Regions from separate parts of the Gossypium arboreum genome. Here region 1 is linked to region 2. Evidence: chromatin contacts called from public Hi-C data. All regions are on one chromosome and are shown on one strand. The core of a region is the stretch at or near the end of the contact, and the rest is flanking DNA. Distances in the headings are between cores, read along the strand shown. Region 1 holds the start of LOC108471519 (proline dehydrogenase 2, mitochondrial-like). Region 2 holds the start of LOC108463933 (NADH dehydrogenase [ubiquinone] iron-sulfur protein 1, mitochondrial-like).

Region 1 (4,960 bases), core at 626-3,125, 310 kb before region 2:
ACCCTAAACTCATATCGAGTCATAACTGTCCGTCATACCAAAGATGTTTCAATTTTCTAACCAATCATATCATGCAAGTAGGGGGAAAAAGGGAAAAAGAAAAAAGGACATGCACTTTCAAGTGCCTTTCTTGGAGTTTATTTATGGGGAGATTAAGGAAGAGATAAACTTAGTTGAGCCATTCAATCCTTGCAATTCTTCAACAAAGGATATGGCGGCTGCTGAGATCTATCTACTGTTTTCTCAACACAACATTTCCAAGCTGGAGTATAGCTGGAAAGCTGCTTGTGACAGAGACATACTGAATGCTCAAATCCTAAATGTTGGATTCCTTCCTACAGAATCATTAAACACAACTTCCCTTTCATCATTAATAGCCGAGAACTTTTCCTAGGCGTGGCCAAAAAAGAAACGAAAGGATACACGTTTAGCCAGACAAGTTGTCTATTGTTTTGTATGTTGTCGCTAGCAAAGGCAGTTGTCACAACAACCACCGATCCTTTTCACCAATGCTCTCTACTTTCTCCATCATACATGACTGCAAAAGATAGACCAATAACCTTCTGGCAATCAAGTGCCCCCGTATCACAACTTTGTTTATATGCGTACATACGCACATACGGCTATATTTTTTTCAACTTTGTTCTATTATTAAACGACAAAATATTATAATGATCCTACAAAAAAACTTCGATTTTATCATCATCAATTTTTTCTTTATATATTTGGACTTTTGGTGTTGGATAGTCATATTAAATCTTGACTCTTAATGAACGAGCGAGCTATCTAGTAGTAATTTTGTGGGACCGCCTCCACAACGTAAAGCTCACGTGCATGAGGATACAGCAATAAAAGGGTGGTGTTTTATATGTATGAAAAGGAAATCCAAAACTTTCAAATTGAAACATCTTACGATTGATAAGAGGGAAAATAAATATGAATACTAGGGAAAATCATATTTAAAATAAAAAAAATTATATTCACGTGTTTAATATTTGAGTATAAGCAGAGTATCTAATCTTTTAAATAATTAAAAATATTAGTGTCCGCAGTTAATCCGAATATAATTAAAACAGTTAAGTGGAATGCTAATAATGGTTTTGAAGGAGAAGATAAGACCTTGAGAATCGTAGAGGTTTACGTGTTGGGAGGAGAATAGATGAGGATAAGAAAGATGGCTAAATCGAAACCAAAAATACTTACAGACGAAGCTGGAAGCGACTTGGCCAATTCAACACTCCCAAGGGAACCTTCCAAATTTCGATCACAACCGGCGTTCTCGCTCGTATGCTCCACCGCATAAACCAGCATCCCTCTGAAACCCTTGTCGTGGATTCTCCTCACACAGTCCGCCGCCTCCTCCGTCGTTTCACCCGCGCAGAAGTGTTGAAAGAACGTATGTTTAACTGTTTTCAATATAGCGTCACGTACCAAACTTGTTTCCATGAGCCTAGAATTCATAATCCACATGCCGAAATCTACGAACCGCTCGTTAGCAGCCAACCCGAGGTTGGCCGCTGAACGTAGTAGGTTCAAGGTAGGAATGGAACCAAAAAGCCTTTGGTGATCATCAAGGTCTAGGGTTGCGTTTGTAATTGATTCTTGTTTAAGGGAAGTCGGCTGTTTTTCAACAGCGGCGGGTTCAGGCTTTTCGTCAAAATTGAGAGGTGCAACGGCGGCGAGGGAAGCGGTGGAGGCTGAGTTAAGAAACCTAGTGAATGAGGGGAAGGTATTGAGGAGCTTTGGTGAGAGAAACTTTGTTGCCATAGAAGGGAGCGAGCGGACAATTAGAGAATATAGTTTTTGACTTGCAAGCTAAGTTATGGGAGTCTGAAACAAGAGGGGAATTTATAGACAAAAAATAATGTATCTCTAAATTATTTTACTTGGTAATGTTGGTTACAGTTCTAACAATAATTCAAAAAGGAGGCTTCTTTTTATAATTATAAATAATAAATGTTTGTATATTTATAATTATAATTACATCCATAATTAAAATAAAGTGTTATAAAACACAATGGATTAAGAATTGGATAGAGAAAAAATTGAACCTATACACTCAAGGCCTCACAACTTTGCAAACTAAGGCGTGATTGGCAAATATGTTATTAAAGGATAAATCCTAAACAAGTTGACATATTGATGACTAAGAATGCAAAATCTCTATCTATCTAATTTATTAAAGCCGCCAATACATTTCATTTCTTGTCCCAAATTATATTTCGCTTTTTAAGATTAAATCTATTAAAATTTAAAATGTGATGAACGCATTAAATGGGACATGCTTATTAAATATGGGTTACATGTTGGATGTCACCTAACATGTGACTGAGAGATTTAGAATAACTTACAACATTATAAGAAATTTGCTTCAATAATTGTTGCTAGAAATAGATTCAATTTCTAGTGTTGCGGGGTTAGAACTTTAATTTAGTAAATTGCGTGGCTTTAGGCAATTGCTTGGGTTCAAATCTGCCTAAGTCAGTCTTACACTCGGAAAATGAGAATTCTAGCAGAAACTCTCTATAAGGCACCAAAGTAAATCAGAAGCAAACTCAAAACGAAAAAGTAACGAATGAATAAAAAAAGCCACTGAAAAATAGCACACACCGAGTGTTTGAGTATATGCTCTTAAAAGTATTCTATTACTTTGAAGATTTACAACTGAGTGAATACAAATGAATGAGGGGAAGGCTTCTATTTATAGTTGAGCTCCCCCAAATACAACGGTACATATCGAATTACATCGACAACTAAGATTCGTGCCTATCTACAAGATGAGTCTTAAGAGATATAAACTCTATACATCTTTATCCTTTAGGATTTGCATTAATTACGCTAGTAACTCTAGTTTTACTTGAGTGCTTCACTGAGCTAACTAGACTTCAAGTAGATGGGCTTCTCCATACGTTCCATGAGTCGAGCTAGTTTATGCAAGGTAAATGAGCCACATTTGGTCAATTGACCTCTATGGGATGTTTAGTGTCCAATGGTCACAGGCTTTAATTTGCGGCTCGTGACATTCTCCCCCACCTATTCTCGTGATGCTCTCATCACATCCTTGGAATGGAACTAGCTTGACTTGTCTCGAAATGGTCTTGATGCCTCAACTGATTCTCGACTAGTCTTTCTATTGGGTAGTTCTACGCCTTGAATTATATCTATTTCTTGTACATCTCGTTCGCAAATGTCCACTACTCTTACTTGCCCTCGTCATGACTTGTCTCGATCAGGATCCCCTTGATCCTCACAGATAGGCTTCGACACCTTCATATTGAGTATTGGATTAACCTTAAGTATTGATGATAACATGTTTATTTTACATATTTTACGTGCTCAAATCAATTAATTCTTGCTAAATTGGTGGTTTTATGTTTAAATTTTGTCAAGAATGAAATTCATATGCTTTAATTCAAAGACAAGCATAAAATGATTAAATTGGAGCATGAGCAATAAAAGAGGGGTTGAATCAGAAATTTAGAAATATTTAAGGGCTGATCAGATTTTTGACTTTGTAAAAGCCGTATATAGAAAAGAAAATATGATATTTTATTTCATGTAATTAGTTGTTAGGTGGGTTAGACTAATTTTAATATATGGTTTATATATAAATAGGGTGTATGGTGGCCTTTGAAAGACACACCTTGAATACCTGGAAATTGAATAGAAAAAAATCAATTCATTTTTTCCTTTCTTTTTTCACGTGTGCAGTACATGCATCTTCTAGTTTTTTTCCATTTCAATACTTTGGCATAATTGCTTCTGAAGTCCCTTTCCCTTTTCATCTTCTACTATTTCCGTTAAAACCATTTCTATACACCAACCAAGCATGGTTAATTTCATACTTCACTAAACTTCTAACTTAGCTTTAGGCCGGTATTCTTTCGGGTCAAGAATTAAGAAATAAATCTGCACTAAAAATCTTTCATAATGGTATTTACCACCTCTCCGGAATATGGGATAGCGCAAATTCGTCCTTTAAAATCAATTCAATTTCAATTCAAAAGGCGCGCGTTGGGTTAGAGTAATTTTGGCATATAGTTGGGAAGTCGAGTCGGTCGTCCTGAATTTGAATTCTCGCGAACAAATTAGTGTATCTTGGTGGGGCTATACTAGTGGGATTTTTGTCAAGGTAGATATTGATCAAATTTAAACGTCCCGCACAGTTGAGGCCGTTGATCCGAGTTGAATTCTTCAAAACGCAAGGCTTTCAGGGTCTTAAATTGTGAACGTGTGTATCGCGGTTAGACAAACGCTAAGAGTTGATTTGTAGGTCGTACCGGAATCAGCTATGAAAGGAAGAATTGGAGGTTAGGATATTCTTAATCGCTATAACCAATTTATGGTTTGAAAGAGAAAATCTATTTTCAAGTATTGATTCGGAAATTGAAATTCACTGAGGCTAAGGCTAAGGATTTATATTTATGTTTACGTAATTCGAATCCACTTTATTATTTTATTTTATTTTCAATTAATATAATTGTTTATTTTTTCTATCTCACTTATTTAATTTCTAAACATTTTCAAATCCCCTAATTTATTTTATTTATTTATTTTTCAGCAAGTTTTTTTTGAGTTGTCGGCATAACCATTTCCAAGACAAAAATCCTATTCACAAGAAAAAAAAGAAATTAGATAACAATAATCAATTGTTATGGATTCGACCATGCTACTCTTTACTACTGTTTAGAGTTATTTTATCGTAGGAATTTTTATTTGGTGGTTTTGACGCCTATCAATTGTTGCTAACTTTTGGCTTGTAAGCCTCTTGACTTACCCATTTCAGAACTTTTGTGCCTTTGCCAAGCCAATAGTAAGTCATAATAAAAAAAACACTAGATAAGTATATGAGATGTACCTCGCTCATCACATTTACTCGATTTAACTGTCTAGTTTGCATCACTACTTTACCCCCAAAGTTTGAAGCACAACCTACCTCTTTCATAGATGGTAGCCCTAC
Region 2 (4,532 bases), core at 1,685-4,184:
TTCTATAATTTTGGACAAAAATGGACATGTATAGGAAAAATTTGAAAGAAAGACCCTAAGGGCATTTTGGTCATTTGGTAATTAAAAGAATAAAAAGGGAAAATCAAAGCAAAACTGTGTCCATCTTCTCCAAGTGCTAGACGAATTTCTCAATAGTCATAGCTAGGGTTTTGTTCAACATTTCCAAGCTTGATTGTAAATGCTCTCTAGCCCCGTTTTTAATGTTCTTTGTATTTTTGAAGTCTTTGAAGCATGATCTACCCATTTCTAGCTATATTTTGAGCTAAGGTTCATGTATGAAATTTGAACCATGTGTAACATGCATGTATTTTGATGATTAATGGGGGAATATGAATGTTTGATGCATGATAAACATCTTTTACTAGGTGATTTTTAGTAAAAACACCTAAAAAGGGGACTTGTTTATAAAAGTGTAAAAGTGGGTAGTAATAATGTGAAATAAAGGAAAATGTGGGCTGATATGAGCATGGTATAGGTTCGGCTAGGCTTGGGTAACAAAGAAAATGCATGCATTTTATTTTACGAGCCTAGGGACTAAATCGTAAATAAGTGAAAAGTTAGGGGTAAAAAGGTAATTTTACCAAAGCATGAATTATGGATTGATTTGAATAATATGATTAATAAACAAGTTAAATTTGGCATTATAGATCAAAAAAAAGTGAACCGGGTCTTGATCGAGGAAAGAATAAAGTATACGACGATTAGGCTGATTACCATCATTTTGTACCAAGGTAAGTGCATATGCAAATAATGTGGTGTTGTAACATGTTTTTAATGTTTTGATATTATGTGATAAATGTTTTCTTGTAAGTATAAGTTATATACTTATTGGTTATTATGAAAGCATAAATGATAATTGACCGTTACATACAACATCACGAGCAAGTACGACAAAGTATGCCTTGTGCAAGTGAGGAAAATCCTGTTTAAACCTTAGGAATAGTCTAGGATACAAGTGACATGTCACTAGGAATTTAGAAATCCGAACTCGTTGAGTTGGTCTGGGTTCGTGATATGTATGAGGCATTCGAGCTCGTTGAGTTGGTACGAGTTCATTATGGATACGAGCATCCGAGCTCGTTGAGTTGGTCCGAGTTCATTATGGATGCGTTACATGTAATTGGGTTCCGGGTAATGGTCTTATGTGTTCTACCGGTAGCTAGGTAATCCTTGAGTTGGTCTGATACTTGACAGCTTGTGTGAGTAGCCCGTGTAGTTACACCTTGACCGATAGCTTTTATGAGCAAGCTCGTGAGTAGCTCCATTACGAGCGTTACATGTTATGAGGTAGCTTTGGCTACGTATGTATATGTGGCACTTATGTGCTAGTTTTTCTCGTATCCAATAGTATTCTTAGTGTTCAACAGGTAATACAATGGATGTGATGAAAGTCCAGAGGAGGGCATGTTAAAGAGGTATGGTTATATGATATACTAAGATAAGTACAGATAGGTACGCTAAACCTATGAATAATGCCTTGGTAAAGAATGATTTGTGATGAGAAAGTATATGTGTACATTTGATAAGTAAGCCAAAAGGTTTAAGTGATGAATAATCTTTATGTATATGTTACTATGTCTTTGCATGTTGATTTCTTACTACCATTGCATATTATTTGCATGTGGACTTACTAAGCTTTAATGCTTACCCCTTTCCTTTCCATCCTTTATAGTTCCGCCAAGCTAGCTCGGGGACCGAAAGTTGTCGGAGTATTCAATCACACTATCAAAAGATTATCGGGTATAGTGAAATTGTTATTTTGAGTATGGCATGTATAGGGGACTTGGTTATTTTGTGACATGTGTCATGCTATTTGGCCAAATTGTGAATGCTTATGATGTTGATGATTTATTTTGTAATGGCCATGTGGTATGGCTTATATTTGATCATTGGGTTGTAATCTAATTACCCATGTATGCATGTGTTAGTGCCTTGATGATGTGATATGTTATTGCTTGGTGAATGTATGATAAAGTATGGATTAGATGCTAAAAGATAAGGGATGACTTAATGGCTTAAAATGACTATAGTCATGAATGCATAATTTGAAGTTATGGTAACAAGTTTAATAATGCATGAAATTAGTGTGGAATGCTTCTAAATGGTGTAACAAAATGAATGTGCAATAGGATGACATTTTGAATATGTGAGAGTGCCATGGTGTTGAATATTTGAGTGTCTAAATATGTCATGTTGCATGCTATGAAATATGTTTGAATGTATGAATGATTGAGGGTGACAATTGGCTTGGAAAATAGCCTTTAAATGGTCCACATGGGTAGACACACGGTCTGCCCCATGGGCGTGTTGAATGGCCGTGTGTCCCATGCACCTTAATTTTTACAAGTCAGTATGCTCAGTAGTAAATACATGGGCTAAGACACAGGCGTGTGTCTCTTAATAGACATAATTTTCGAGGTAAACTGCAAAAATAGTCACTTTTGTTTGTCTCAGATTATATTTTCTTAGCTTATATTTGAAATATTACATTTTAGTCACTTACGTTATTGTTTTGTTACGAAGTGGTCACTCTACTGTTAAACTCCGTTACCTCCCTAACGGCAGTCTTACATGGTAGTCCAAATGGATTTTAAATACCAACTTGGATGTCCAATTGCTAGAATGAAAATAGGTTTTTAATTAAACAAATTTTATTTGGACGGTCACGTAAGACATCCAAGTTGGCATTTAAAACCATTTGGATTGCCACGTAAGACCTCTATTAGGGAGGTAATGGGACTTAACGGTAGAGTGACCACTTCGTAACAAAACAATAACATAAATAACCAAAATGTAATATTTTAAACATAAGTAACTAAAATGTAATCTAAAACAAACAAAAGTGATTATTTTTATAGTATACCCTAATTTTCGGAAAGAAAAGCATTACTTTACAACCTTAATTTAAAACGATGGCGTATGGAAACTCAGAGGCAGACCATGTGGAGAAAAACGGGTCAACCTGAAACCCGAATTGTGGGAATCACACGCTTTCATTTCATTTCAGTGCAAACTCAAAATCTGTCGCCACTCTTTCTGAGCTCCAACAAAGGAAGCTAAGAGATCTCACCGTACTGGAAAAATGGGATTAGGGTTGTTAGCTTCAAGAACCCTTAAGACCTCCAGGGTTCTCTCTTCTCAGTACTCTCGTTTCCGACCCATCGTCACCAAACCCGGCCTCCAATCCCCCGATGCATCAGCGGCCGCACCAGCAACGCAGCCGGAGCCCACTCCGCCTCCGCCTAAGAAACCTGTGGGCGGTGCCCGGGTCCACTTCACCAACCCAGATGATGCTCTCGAGGTGTTCGTTGATGGGTTCCCGGTGAAAATCCCTAAGGGCATGACTGTTCTTCAGGCCTGCGAGATCGCTGGAGTTGACATTCCTAGGTTTTGTTATCATAGCCGACTTTCGATCGCGGGGAACTGCCGTATGTGCCTTGTCGAGGTTGAAAAATCCCCCAAGCCCGTCGCCTCTTGCGCCATGCCTGCCCTTCCTGGTGAGCCTTTCCGTTTCATTGCCCTTTCTTTTTTCTTTTATTTTGGATAGATAAATTTATTCATTTGTTTGGATTAACCTTCAGGGAGGAGCGATTTTGATTTCCTATATACAGATTCGTGACTTAATTAGGTGGATTTAGTGATTTTGATTTGGGTATCAAATTAATTGAATACTGTTTAGTTTGCTTCAACTTTTCCTTGCTATTTTTATGCTGCTATTTGTTCTGTTTAATGTTAAGAAATATACAACGCTATGATTCATTACACTATGATCCAATTCTTTCTCTCTTTTATAGTATTTATATTCGCATAAATTTCTTTTTTATTTTACTTTTTTAGCAATATGGCTTTGGAAATGCTAAGCTCTTGTGTGAAACTGCTCTTACAAGTCGAAAGTGCTTTTCATTTAAACAATTTAACCTTTACGGAATTAGGCTGCTCTTTATCTAAATATGTCCGTTTGTTTTATATTTTGGTTTGGTTCTGGTATTTCCCAGTACATTCTTTATTTATCTTCTTCTTCTTCTTATTATTATTATTATGTTCTCTAATTCTCTGGGACTCTAATATAGGAATGAAGATTAAGACAGATACGCCATTGGCAAAGAAGGCACGAGAAGGAGTGATGGAGTTTTTGCTGATGAACCATCCACTGGATTGTCCAATTTGTGATCAGGGTGGAGAATGTGATCTCCAGGATCAGTCTATGGCATTTGGATCTGATCGTGGCCGTTTTACTGAAATGAAGAGATCTGTTGTTGACAAGAATCTTGGTCCTTTGGTGAAGACTGTCATGACTCGGTGCATTCAGTGTACTAGGTCCGAAATTAACCTAACAATATTCCTAAGTTCTTTATTTATTTATATTTTCAAAGATTTTAAGATTTGAATCCCAAGGATAACTGCTTCCACTAATGAGTTTCTTTTAAATAAACAAATGCATTGGAGAATTTTTAGCTTTAGATATTTATGGCTACATATAGGTACCGAGAATTTATATTCCAATAAATCCC

Evidence for each region. Hi-C and Micro-C count contacts between places; a contact is called where the count stands out from the background.
Region 1: a Hi-C map of leaf shows a contact between it and region 2, with 6 times the contacts expected there. The contact joins the promoter of LOC108471519 here to the promoter of LOC108463933 in region 2. A contact is called at or near these places in 2 of 5 Hi-C or Micro-C datasets (both in leaf).

The regions. Positions count from the first base shown.
Region 1 is chr7:19,169,780-19,174,739 of ASM2569848v2, reverse strand. It overlaps LOC108471519 (proline dehydrogenase 2, mitochondrial-like), which reads right to left and starts at 1,875. Exons shown (of 4, transcript XM_017773130.2): 1 at 1,204-1,875. The coding sequence starts at 1,767.
Region 2 is chr7:18,864,366-18,868,897 of ASM2569848v2, reverse strand. It overlaps LOC108463933 (NADH dehydrogenase [ubiquinone] iron-sulfur protein 1, mitochondrial-like), which reads left to right and starts at 2,934. Exons shown (of 5, transcript XM_017763945.2): 1 at 2,934-3,518; 2 at 4,092-4,338. The coding sequence starts at 3,104.